Regions from separate parts of the Triticum aestivum genome. Here region 1 is linked to region 2. A link is a contact called in public Hi-C data. All regions are on one chromosome and are shown on one strand. Each heading gives the region's core, a stretch centred on a gene start, on an enhancer-like site or on the middle of the called end of the contact. The rest is flanking DNA. Distances are from core to core; before and after follow the strand shown. Region 1 holds the start of LOC123097769 (transcription factor bHLH140). Region 2 holds the start of LOC123097764 (6-phosphofructo-2-kinase/fructose-2,6-bisphosphatase).

What was found. A called contact is a pair of places that touch in the nucleus more often than the background predicts.
Region 1: a contact with region 2 is called in a Hi-C map of leaf, with 5 times the contacts expected there. The contact joins the promoter of LOC123097769 here to the promoter of LOC123097764 in region 2. A contact is called at or near these places in 2 of 5 Hi-C or Micro-C datasets (both in leaf).

Annotation. Positions count from the first base shown.
Region 1 is chr4D:337,365,571-337,372,053 of IWGSC CS RefSeq v2.1, reverse strand. LOC123097769 (transcription factor bHLH140) reads left to right here and starts at 2,497. Exons shown (of 7, transcript XM_044519590.1): 1 at 2,497-2,717; 2 at 2,816-2,955; 3 at 3,187-3,248; 4 at 3,369-4,324; 5 at 4,545-5,244; 6 at 5,324-5,494; 7 at 5,584-6,112. The coding sequence starts at 2,512. The coding sequence ends at 5,919. It overlaps LOC123097771, which reads left to right and starts at 995. Exons shown (of 2, transcript XM_044519594.1): 1 at 995-1,233; 2 at 1,566-2,349. The coding sequence starts at 1,183. The coding sequence ends at 2,213. It overlaps TRNAH-GUG (transfer RNA histidin (anticodon GUG)), which reads left to right and starts at 2,376; the gene lies at 2,376-2,447. LOC123097770 (dnaJ protein ERDJ3A) reads left to right here. Exons shown (of 7, transcript XM_044519592.1): 6 at 1-281; 7 at 408-911. The coding sequence ends at 689.
Region 2 is chr4D:337,176,784-337,182,895 of IWGSC CS RefSeq v2.1, reverse strand. It overlaps LOC123097764 (6-phosphofructo-2-kinase/fructose-2,6-bisphosphatase), which reads left to right and starts at 4,145. Exons shown (of 23, transcript XM_044519586.1): 1 at 4,145-4,667; 2 at 4,758-4,821; 3 at 5,226-5,521. The coding sequence starts at 4,521. It overlaps LOC123097766 (a long non-coding RNA gene), which reads right to left and starts at 4,349. Exons shown (of 5, transcript XR_006447439.1): 1 at 4,137-4,349; 2 at 3,163-3,243; 3 at 1,634-1,735. LOC123097765 (protein CHUP1, chloroplastic) reads left to right here and starts at 117. Exons shown (of 5, transcript XM_044519587.1): 1 at 117-955; 2 at 1,505-1,821; 3 at 1,909-2,020; 4 at 2,241-2,372; 5 at 2,471-2,762. The coding sequence starts at 335. The coding sequence ends at 2,545.

The DNA of each region.
Region 1 (6,483 bases), core at 1,248-3,747, 190 kb before region 2:
GCGAGGTGCAACTTCTGAAGGATGGTATTTCAGTGAAAGATCTCCGATCTGGTATCAAAGAATTGAAGACTCTGCTAGAAAGTTTTGAGAAGAAGAACAAGAAGCTAGCATCGGAACAAGCTAAGAAACCTGCCAAGGCAAGTGAACCGAAGGAAAACAAAATCCCTCTCCTCAGCGCCTCCAATTTCGAGGAAACCTGTGGAGAGAAGGCTCCAGTATGCATCATTGGTGTTTTCAAGTCCAACAAAGCCAAGGAAAAGCTGGAGAGCATCCTGTCCGAGGTTTGTTTCCCCGCTTAACGCCAGTTTGACGATATGCGGAAGCATCAACCTGTTTGTTCGTCCTGCCTAGCTACATTATCTAGCTTCTAACGCATGTCTTATCGTCTTGCTGTTTTCTGCATCCAGATATCTCAGAAGACTCTGATCAGGGGACAGAGCTACAGCTCTGGGAACGCAATCACGTATGCCTTGTTGGACGGCAACAAACAATCTGCGTTCCTGTCCTCGTTCGACAAGTCTGGATACAAGTCGTCCGATAAGCTCCTGCTCGCGTACAAGCCTCGACGGGGGAGGTTCGCTGTGTATAAGGGTGAGGTGTCAATGGAAGAAGCTGAAAGGTTTGTGGTTTCCGTCCTGAATGGAGACGTGCAGTTGTCGGCAACTGGACAGAAGCCAGTTCTTAGGTAGAAGAAAGATAGGGTTGCAACTCGCAAGCATTGTTTTCTCGAAATGGTTGCAAGTAATTTTAGCCTTTAGGGGATGTAGTGTGTGATCTGGGAGGGCCTGTACATAGTTGAATCAATCAAGACAAGAGAGTAAAATGTAAACTGTGGACTCAGATTTGTGGACTGGGATACGGGAATACATACTGACATGTTACCATGCATACATGTACATATTTCTCTGGCTTTTCTTGTTGAGGGAAATTTCTCTGTTTTTTTTTTTTTTGACAATCAATTCTCTGGCTTTGTTTAGTAGAACATCCTGTGGCGATAAGTGTGGACCGCGTGTTCACTACAGTACTACTACTACAGCGTACCGTTAGCACCAACAAATCGGCCCGGCCCAACAAGCTGCCTGATGTAAAGCAGTCACCCCACTACGGTACGGGATGGCCTCACAAATTCTATCTCTTCTTCCCTAGAGCACAAAATGCAGTGGCCGAGCAGGTGAGAAGAAGATGGCTGCCACCAGCCTCAGTTCCTCTCCCTCCAAGGTTGGCACTGCCAAAGTAAGCTCCCCCACCCCTCTTCATCTTCTTTCTTCCCCTCCTCGAGTTGCTAGGATTCGTGTCGTCGTTTGAAGGAGTATAACGGAAGATATGCCGGCCATGCCTGTTGTTGTAACGAGTTTAGTGCACGAGGAGATTGAAATTCTGCTGCTCAGTTCAGTTCATATCTTGAATGCTAACGCTATCATCCAATCTAGGCATGAATTCATCTTGACAAGTTCCCAGCTAGTTGTTGGACTATCTAGAATCATGGCTAAAATTGTTGGCGAAATGAGATAATTTGCTAACTGAATCTTCGGTTCTTGCTGCAACCGGATGTGTATGTACGACAGCTAGGAGGCATCTCCAGATCTTCCCCGTCCTACACCCAGCTCGCCTTCTGCTCCAGGCATGCCTTCCACAAGATAGGAACCGCTGCAGCTCCGCTGAGGCCTCAGAATGAGCTCAAGCACGCAAGACCCTGCGCGACCACGGACAACGACCGGGCGGCGCCGGCGGAGGCACAGGAAAGCGCGACCATCAGCGCCGGCGTGAACCCGGTGGCGTCCGGCAACGGCCAGCAGCCGCAGCCGGGCGAGCCGCCCAAGCGGGTGCCGCTGACGGCGCGGGAGCGGCTGCGCGCGGCGCGCGTGCTGGGCAAGTACGCGGAGCCGGGGGCCGGGGGGGCGCCGGCGGACAAGAAGGGTTCGTCGTCGAAGCCGGAGTTCGGGAGCCGGGTGCTGGACGCGCTGCGGGAGACGGACGGCGGGAAGAAGGGCGGGCGGAAGCGGTCGGGGCTGCCGGAGGCGCCGAGCAACCTGCTGGACGACACCAAGCGCGGCATGCCCAAGGACGGGTGGACGTTCGACTGGCTGGCGGCGCTGCCCGTGGGCACGGACGTGCTCATCGTCGCCGCGTCCTTCGGGATCATCACCACCGTCATGTTCGGGACCACCTACCTCGTGTGGAAGCTCGGCGCCATACATTTCAACGAGTACTAGCTTTCTCTACGTGGTTCTGTAACAATAATGCCGTCTATCGTATGATGAGGCAGATTTTGAGCACAGGAATACACCGTGATTGTACGAATTAAATCCAACGATTTTATAGAAAAGTTTCATAGATATGTTAAGTAAACTGTCTGTGTGATGTTGAACACCAAAGTGGCTGTAGTTTAGTGGTGAGAATTCCACGTTGTGGCCGTGGAGACCTGGGCTCGAATCCCAGCAGCCACATCTCACTATTTGTGATTTTCTAATTTTTTTCACATATGACGATTAACGGCTCTGATTAGCTCTTATGGAGACACTGACAGCCAGACCCCACACCGTTTGCACGTCGCCCCCTTCCATCCCCTCTGCCCTCACGCCCTCACCCCACTTCCGCCATAGCCGATTAGCCGCCGGCGAGAGGCCCCCGGTTCCTCTCCTCTGGAGTTTCTGCGCGAATGGATCCCGGCGAAGGCGGTTCCCCTGCCGCTCCATCGACTTCCATTGCAGCCCCAGGTGATTTTTGCCCCTTTTCCTCGTCTAATCGGCCGAACCAGTGCCACCCGTCGGCGCTAAAACCCTAGCGCGCCTCTGTCTCCAACCATTCCGTGCAGGCCCAGGCGCGGACACGAGGGAGGACGCCGGGAAGCAGGTGGTGGTGATTCTCGTCGGCCCCCCGGGCAGCGGCAAGTCCACGTTCGCCGAGGCCGTCATGGCTGCTGCCGCCGGCCGCCCATGGGCCCGCGTCTGCCAGGTGCGCCCCATTGCTTTTCGTCTCCTCTGTGAATTTGATGTCCCAACTCTCAAGACAAGCATTCCATAATGCCTAATGCAGGGTCATCTGATTCGGCTTTGAAACTGCTTATATTTTGCATAACTAGTTTTTTTTTGCGATGGATTGCATAACTAGTTACTGGATCACAAGTTTGAAACTGTAGTTTCAGTCTCATGGTACTAATAATAATTATACTTACCTTGCAAAAAGTGGCACCGCATGCAAAAGCAGATAGCATCTCAAAGTCAAAAATCCAAAATCCTATTCCATGGGTGAGTTGGGGTGATTCGGTTAGTGCAATTTTTACCTGGCTTGAATGTTAATTAGCATATCATCAACCAAAACTCCAGCAATTGTGACAGGATTTTGTGTGGGTCTTTGTTGTGTTCTAGGATACAATTGGAAAGGGCAAAGCTGGAACCAAAATACAGTGCTTGAAGGCCGCAGCGGACGCTTTGAAGGAGGGAAAGAGCGTTTTCATTGACCGATGCAACTTGGAACGAGAGCAGCGCTCTGATTTTGTGAAGCTTGGCTGCACCGTACAAGCGGATGTGCATGCTGTTTTCTTGGATCTTCCTGCGAAGGTTTGCATCTCACGCTCGGTTAGCCGGACTAGCCATGAAGGAAATGTGCAGGGCGGAATGGCCGCCATGGTTGTGAACCGCATGCTGAAGAACAAACAGGCACCCTTGCTGACTGAAGGTTTCAGTCGGATCACGTTCTGTACGGATGACGATGACATTAAGAAGGCAGTTGACATGTATAGTGCTTTAGGGCCTTCACATAGTCTTGCTTCAGGAGTATTTGGTCAGAAGAGCAAAGGGCCTGTACAAACTGGTATAATGAAATTTCTCAAGAAGGCAGATACTTCTAGCGTCAACAAGTCCAGTGGAACTATGGTCACATCAAGTGAAAGAAAGACAGGGCAGCAAAATACAACGTTGAAACAGGAGAACCTTGAAGCTGGTGGCGCCTGTTCAATGCAAGTAGAAAAGAAGTTGGATAACCTGAAGGAAAAAGAAGAACAAAGTAAGGAAAGGGTTTCTTCTGACACCAGTTTGTGCACTCTGGCATTTCCATCGATTTCTACTGCTGACTTCCAGTTCGATCTTGAGAAAGCATCTGAGGTTATAGTAGATGCAGCTACTGATTTCGTGCAGAAGCATGATAATGTAAGACTAGTTCTTGTTGATTTGAGCCAAAAATCAAGAATATTGTCATTAGTCAAGGACAAGGCTGCTAAGAAGAGCTTTGACTCCAGCAGATTTTTCACATTTGTGGGAGACATCACTCAGTTGCACTCCAAAGGAGGTCTTCAATGCAACGTCATTGCTAATGCTGCCAACTGGTAATTATTTTTGTCACTTAAATTCTTACGATGTGCAGGTTCTATCAAATGAAGATATACTTTCAGATTATTATTTTATAAGTATATGTTGATTACTTGAATCCTGCTTTATCCTTGTTGGGAGTCAAACTGGACCTTTTGTTTTTGTCTATCGCAAGCAAAAATTCTTAGGACCCTCTATAGTGGCCATCGAGATAATATCTGCAAGTGTTTCATGCAGGAGGTTAAAACCTGGAGGTGGAGGGGTTAATGCAGCAATATTTAATGCTGCTGGAGAAGCTTTACAGCATGCAACCAAGGAATGTGCTGACACGTTGAGACCTGGTAACTCTGTTGCAGTTCCAGTTCCATCAACTTCCCCTCTGCATCAACAGGAAGGGGTGACCCATGTCATACATGTGCTTGGACCAAATATGAATCCAATGCGTCCAGATTGTCTGAAGAATGACTATACCAAAGGGTGTAAGGTTCTTCGTGAGGCATATAATTCACTTTTTGAGAACTTTGCAACCATTGCCCAGAGCTACACAGGGAAGCAGAATGATGAAACTTCATCAAGGAAGTCAGCATCTGGAGTGATTTCACCTAATGATTCAAAAACGAAGCGAGAGGGCAGTGATGATTCTGAAAGGACCAAAAAGTGTAAGTTGCTTCCATCTATTTTGACTTCAAGTCAACACCATGAGCGCAGAGGGACCAACACACTAAGTTATCATGATAACTCCATGGGTTCATCTGATGCTCCGAACCAAGCAAGAGAGGAAGACAACAAGAAGAATGCTGCGGTCACCAACAAGACTTGGGGATCCTGGGCACAGTCCCTTTATGAGGTTGCCATGCACCCAGAAAAATATAAGAACGCAGATTCTATCCTTGAAATATCTGATGAATTTGTTGTTCTGAAGGACCTCTATCCCAAGGTATTCTGAACTTAATACCCTTTCCCCTTCATTCCTAGTGCTCTTCTTGACATCTCAGCAAAGCTCTTTATATATGCAGGCTAAAAGGCATGTGTTGGTGATATCTAGGACAGATGGTCTTGATTCTCTAGCAGATGTCAAGAAAGCGCACTTACCACTGCTTAGGAGTTTGCATTCAGCTGGGCTGAAGTGGGCACACAAGTTCCTAGAGGAAGACGCATCTCTGAAGTTCAGGCTTGGATATCATTCGGTACTACTATAACTCAGTGTTTAACTGTTTATTGCCAACTTTGTGATGGGCATGAGCAAGAGCGATCTTATCTGTATTGGTTTCTGCAGGTTCCGTCCATGCGGCAGTTGCACCTCCATGTCATAAGCCAGGATTTCAACTCGCCCAGCTTGAAAAACAAGAAGCACTGGAACTCCTTCACCAGTGCATTTTTCCTTGATTCTGTCGATGTCATGGACGAGGTTGACCAGCATGGGTCCGCGACTATCAACCCTGATGAGAAGCTCCTCGCAATGGAGCTAAGGTGCCACAGATGCAGGAGCGCCCACCCGAATATTCCGAAGCTCAAATCCCACATCGCGGCCTGCAAGTCCCCCTTCCCCTCCCATCTTCTGAAGAAGGACAAGCTGTTGTCAGCTTCAACGATGCGTGCGGGCTGCAGTTAGAGCGTAGAGCTAGCAGCATTATCCTTGCAAGCACATTTTACATTTCGTGCTTTGAGAAGGATGGGCCACATCGAGGTTTATTTTGTATGGCAATGTTACTTGCGCAAACTTATTCCACAGTCAGCTGAGCTTTTTGTAAATGTTCATGTCCTATTTCGCACTTGATATGGTTTGCTATATAGCCATGTCTTCAGATCTTTGGGTTGACCTACTCACTAACATTGCTAGGGATAGCCAGCGAGGGAAAGAAATATGGAATGACATAGTGGCGCGTCGGAGCCGTTTACACAAATAGATTCGATTTGTGTACCAGGAAGCGTATATATAAAGTTGTGCTAATTCTAAAGAAAACAAGGTGAAACCTGCAAGTCAGGAAGATATGTTCATGTAGGTTCAATTCAAAAGAACCAGACAGTTGAGTAAGGACGAGTACGGAAGTGGTTTATAGTGCCATAATGAGTTAAAAGCACCCCAGGTATCCCAACTTGTATGGAATGTGATGATTTAGTTTCAAACTTGCAAAATGCAACTCCAGCATATCTCAACTTGCACTAGATGTGATGA
Region 2 (6,112 bases), core at 2,896-5,395:
ACAAAAGGAAAAGAGAAACACGTAAGCTTGTACGACTGAATTTCTTGAGTGAAGTTACACAAAGAAGATAGGTACTGCATAGCAATCACTTGAAGGACAAGTAATTAGCCTAGCAGCAGCACCTATCCTACCTAACTTTATGTTCCACCAGTTCTTCCCTGCACATATGTAAGTTCCTCTTGGCTAGACACAACAGAATTGTACAGAAGCTCACTTACATCTCCTTTAGTGCTCCACAGAATTATATGAGTGATGAAGTAGGAGACAAATATAGATTATACGTGAGGAATCAGTACAACCATACAGAGAGATCATCTCCTCTGGCAAAGAAGAGATGATGAGGGAGGGTGATGCATGTGTTGCACTTCTGAGAAGCAAGCTCCATGGCCTGATCGAGAGGAACCACACTCTGGAAGAGGAGAACAAGCAACTGAAGCATCAAGTCAGCCGTCTAAAAGGCCAAGTCTCCTCACTTGAAGGGCAGGATACTGATAGAAAGATAATCTGGAAGAAGCCGGAGAATTCTGCCACCAGCAACAACTACTTCAAGGAAAAACAGTTTGTTCACAACAATGATGATGTGAAGGAAGCCATGGATCTCAACAGCTCGGCATGTTACAACAGGCAGCAATTTTCTAGGACACCGTCAGTGAAATCAAGAGCACCAAGGGTTCCAAATCCACCACCAAGTCCGACGTGCATCCAACCGATCATCAAGGCAAAAAAGGAAGGATCCATGGGTCCTCCTCCTCCACCGCCACCTCCCCTACCTTCCAAATTACTGAAGAGCACCAAGGGAGTCCAAAGGGTGCCAGAGGTAGTTGAGTTGTACCGGTTGTTAGTAAGAAGAGAAGGCAAAAGCGATGCGAAGTCTGGATCTGTGGGAATTCCAGTAGCTACTAACAGCCGAGACATGATCGGGGAGATAGAGAACAGATCAGCTTATGTTATAGCTGTAAGTACATATGATTTTCTATCTAATTTTAGATGTGCATATGATATATAGTTTACTTAGCTGCCAATTCCTTTCTTAGTTCAATTTTTCTTTTCTTTTTGAACCAACATAAGCAACAAGAGTATGAGTACTATGTCAATTGCACAATATTTCCTCCCGCATGACAGTTACCAGTTCGTTGTTGTATTAAAGACAATATCTCAACAGATAGACTATTCTTTAAACATCTCTCCCATTTCATAAATAGTAACTTTTTATTGTGTAAATTTTCCACTCATCTTTAAAACCTTACGAATACACCACAATATAGTATATCTTTTCTTTATGCATCAAAAAGCAATGCCATGTGTTAGTTTAAGAGCATGCGACATGTTCTTCTGATTTTTCTGTTTCCCTCCTGCAGTTGATAATGTTATATAACTCTTTTTTTTTATAGTACGAATAATCTTTTAATGTACATCCGAGCCATGTTTTCTCCCTATTATTCTGTACAGATCAATAATTCCCTCACCAATCCAAAAAAATTCCCTTATGATTGTGTTCCAACAGATTAAATCAGATGTAGAAAATCAGGGTGAATTCATTAGCTTCCTGGCAAGGGAAGTTCAGAATGCAGCATACAAGGAAATAGCCGATGTTGAAGAGTTTGTGAAGTGGCTAGATGGGGAACTATCATACCTGATAGACGAACGGGCAGTGCTCAAGCACTTCCCTAACTGGCCTGAGAAGAAAGCAGATGCCATGAGAGAAGCAGCATTCACCTACCGGGATCTGAAGAACCTGGAAGCAGAAGCATCATCATTTCACGACGACAGGAGAGTGGCTACACCTATGGCTTTGAAGCGCATGCAAGCTCTACAGGATAAGTGAGTAGACGAACTGCATGCATTTAGTAAGGCTGTTGCATTGTCAAACTTTCAACAATATGACATGATTCATACTTCCCCTTGTAGAATTGAACAAGGTATTCACAATACTGAAAAAATAAGGGACAGTGCAAGTGGAAGATACAAGGATCTCATGATCCCATGGGATTGGATGCTTGATTCTGGAATCATAAGCCAAGTATGTACCATGTACTCCCAAACTTCTAATATCCATCTTTTTCATCAGTTTGATATAGTAGAGAAGAGATAGTTAAGTGCATTTTACAAACTCGTCTTCAACTCCAAACCAACTTATGAGTTATGTGGTACAAATTGGAATAATCTCACTACCCTTTTAGCTATAAATTCATGTCTAATAGACATATAATATATGAAGTATCCTCTTGCTGCCTTAACAGCTAAAGGCCGCTTCATTGAAGCTTGCAAAAGAATACATGAACCGCATTATGAATGCACTGAAGTCAGATCCATTTGTAAATGATGAGGAACTGCTCCTGCAAGGTGTCCGCTTTGCCTTCCGAATACATCAGGTAATTCTACCACAATCATGAATTACTTTTGGATGGCATTATGAGTTGCTACCTACAAACTAACTAACCAAGGTAACTGCAACAAACCAAATTTGCAGCTCGCGGGTGGCTTTGATGAAGGTTGCCGGAAAGCGTTCCAAGAACTCAAGACGTACGCAAGCAAGTCAGAGTGATCTGATGGATCATATATGGGTTCAAATAAGCATCATCGGATGCAACGGACATAATTAAGTTTTGCCGAGGTTGGCTCCAGGTCGACTCCACTAGTCTCCAGGATAATTCCATGAACAATTTTCTTAACTTATTATTTTGCATCTAAGATGCGGACCTCTGGGATGCAATTTGAAGCCTGAGAATTCTAAGTACATCCACTCACAACTCTTAATTTAAGTACACCTTTTGGGAACATTCTAAAATTTCATTAGAGGCTTGTAAATAAAAGAAAACAAGAGCCAACCCTTTGATTCTTAGGTGGTCGTACCATGAAGTATGAAGTAAGAATCTGGAAATGGCATAATTTACGGATACAGACAGGACGACAGTATGTGCCCTTCATTCCTAAGGAGTGAGGTTCACATTTGTTAGGGCACACTGAATACGATTTTTTCTTGTTAGAATTTGTCTGAGGTTTGCTAAAGAGCAAATTGGCTGTAAATGCTCAAAAAACTAGATGAGTGCTCCAAGTATTCAAACCTGCACAGCATTTATGCGACAACTGACAAGAGTATCAGATACATCCAGTTTACCCATAAAAAAAGCAGACAAGTCCACTTTTACCTAGGGCGCTTACCTTTTCAGATTCCGCTGTTAGAGGGTGTTCAAGTGCACGTTGAATCAACAACATCCTCTACTTCTCAGGAGCTCTAATTGTCTGTAGCAATAAAAATACCACCTAAGCACCATAAGTCCGACATTTCCCACAATCCACCAATGCTGGATAGCCCTATTATACAGAGGACGGCAGTATAATCCTATTATACAGATAGGACGACAGTATAATCCTACTATACAGATAGGACGACAGTATGTGCCCTAAAATTCATAAAGAGTAAGATCCACAACTGTTAGTGCACACAAGGTTTTTTATTGTTAGAATTTGTCTGAGGTTTGCTCAAGAGCAAATTGGCTGTAAATGCTTCCCATTAAGTAATAACTGCCAAACCACACCTCTCCTTTGGCTTCAGATTAAGCATAAATGTGACGCGGATGGTCTAACAATAAGCTACAGAAAATCTTAAGAAGTACTATATTCTCAAATCGTGTTTTGGATCGAAGGCAGCAGGATCATGCGGTTTGGCAAAATGTGCAAGTGTTCCCGGTGCCAAAGATCCACAAACCAGAGGAAATCTACAAGGTTGCTGTCAAAAAAAGAAAAAAAAAACACAGGCACCAATCAACTTCGCTCTACGGCGCCTACCATTTCAGATTCTGCTGTTAACTGCTGCATTGTTTCGCTCAAAATGTGTTCAAGTGTATGTTGAATCAACAACGTCATTTACTTCTTTAGCAGCTAATATTGTCCGTAAGCAATAAGAATACCACCTATATATAACCCTCAAAAAGAAAAACCACCTAAGCACCATAAGCCAAAATATTTTGCACAATCCACCAATGGTGGAAAGAATTTGCGAGATTACTCAACTACCCAAACAGAGATGCGCGAGCAAGCCAAGCACGAATGCATGGAGCTGGCAGGCTGCTGCAAAATCTACAAGAGCATCACACAGACGGGAAAGGAAGGAATCAGGCACCCCCCAAAAATACCTGGATCGTGTAGCCCTTGCTGGTGCGGCGGAAACAACCGGCGGCGGCGGGCCGTTCCATATGACGGCGTCTCCCCGCCGCACCGCCTACTTCCCGCGTATCTCTCTCCCTCTCTCTAGGCTGCTCGCCCCCTTTCTCCGCGCTGAGACGCTTCGTCCGCCGTCGCCGGCCGGCGGTAGCGCTGTTGCCATCGGACATTCTTAGGCTGGCTGGTGGGCCAGGTACGTTTCCGGCCCCACCTGCTGTTGCGGATTACGAAGGGATCTACCACCATCGCACCTCCCCTCGTGGCCCCACTTGACAGTAGCACGAAAAGACGATACCGACGCGCTCGCTTTTCTTCCTTCCGGCACCTTCCAAGTCCCCCTTCTGGCCTCCCCGGCGATGGCGACGGCGGCGAGCTCCGGCGGACCATCGGACCATCAGTATGTCTCGGTGAAGTTGGAGAGCCCCCGCCTGGCGGCGCTCGACCTCGCCCCTCACCTCTTCGGCTCCCACCCCGCCGCTGGCTCGTGGGACCCTTCCAAAGCCGTAAGTGTCGCATCCATCCCCTCTTGTTCGCGAGTGTGTTTCCCGTGCGGAGATTGATCGAATTTTTTTTTTTCCTGGTGGTGTTCGCAGCTGCCGATGGAGCGGGCGGCGGCCGCCATTTGGGAGCTCAGCTGCGTCCTCCCTTCTCGACACGGTGAGTTGGTTCATTTTATCATGCTGTTCGACAACTCCATGTGGGTTTGAGATCCCTTCTGAGGAGATTTGCGCTATGATGAGCTATCTTGCTGTGTCATGCTGCTGGGATGCTCTGGTTTGAGTTGTTGGCTTGGGCTTTAATTGTTTATTGGGGCTGTCTCCTGTCTGTTTAATGTGTGTACATATTTTGTCATGAACTAGTGATTTGTCATTGCTGAGTATAACAATGTAGTACATGAAGTTGGGCCTTCGAAATGAAATAAAGTGATTCTTCAGCTGATCATTTGCTATGCTCTGGTTAACTGAGTTGTTTACTTACTACATACGCATGGAGTTAGATTCTCTTCAGTTTTTTGAGCATCCTGACTAGTTTTATGCCCTTTATTTGTTATGTTTTGTTAGAAACACTGGATTTCAAGTTACTATTGAAGCCAAAAGCCGATAGCTCAGAGTGCATTGTTGAGGAGGGACCGAACCGACCGCTAGGTTGCGGGAGCAATCAAGTGGAAATGACGGATGCAGTCTTTAAACTCACTGAGAAAGATTCACTTGAGTGTAAGGTTTGGGTTGAGACAGAGATGTTGTCCCCATTTGACCTAGCCGCAAGCTGGAAGGCTCATCAGGAGAATCTTCAGCCTTCAAGGGTGCGAGGGACCTATGATGTCGTTATGAACACTGAGACTGAAGCCAGGGACGAGGTTTGAATTCTTTTATATGCTTTATCTTACTTCTGTATTATGGTGCTGCCGAATGTAATTAGGAAATTGTAAACCTAACCCTCCAATAATCTTTTAATGGATAGTATATATGCTTATTTTGCAAAAACCTGGTTTCTTTTAAAGTAGTGTTTGACTGTTTGTAGCATCTAGTTTCCAGCCAATGCTTTGTTGTTAACAGTCCGATACCTTAGAGGGTGCTATGTGATAGGTTGACTGTTTGAGGCAGCTTGCCACTCGGTTGTGGACCTGGACCTCATGTCTGGTTCCTAGCAAAACCCACTTGTTTCAACACGTTCCCATTTCCCTGCTATTAATTGGTGTAATGAAGTGATGTATTCACTCAAGAGGGTGTGAAACTGACCAAGTACCCAGCAGATTTCAGAACCATGACTGACAGTACATCTTACATATTACTTTGATGTTTCAGCTCTTGTGTTCTTGTGAATGTAACCTACTCTCTCCGGTCATCATGGTGTTTGAGATGCTTGGCCATTAGTTTCCGTCACAAATATTTAAAGTTCGTAATATTATGGAAGTATTTCACAATGAGTTGCCGTTTTACTCTAGTGG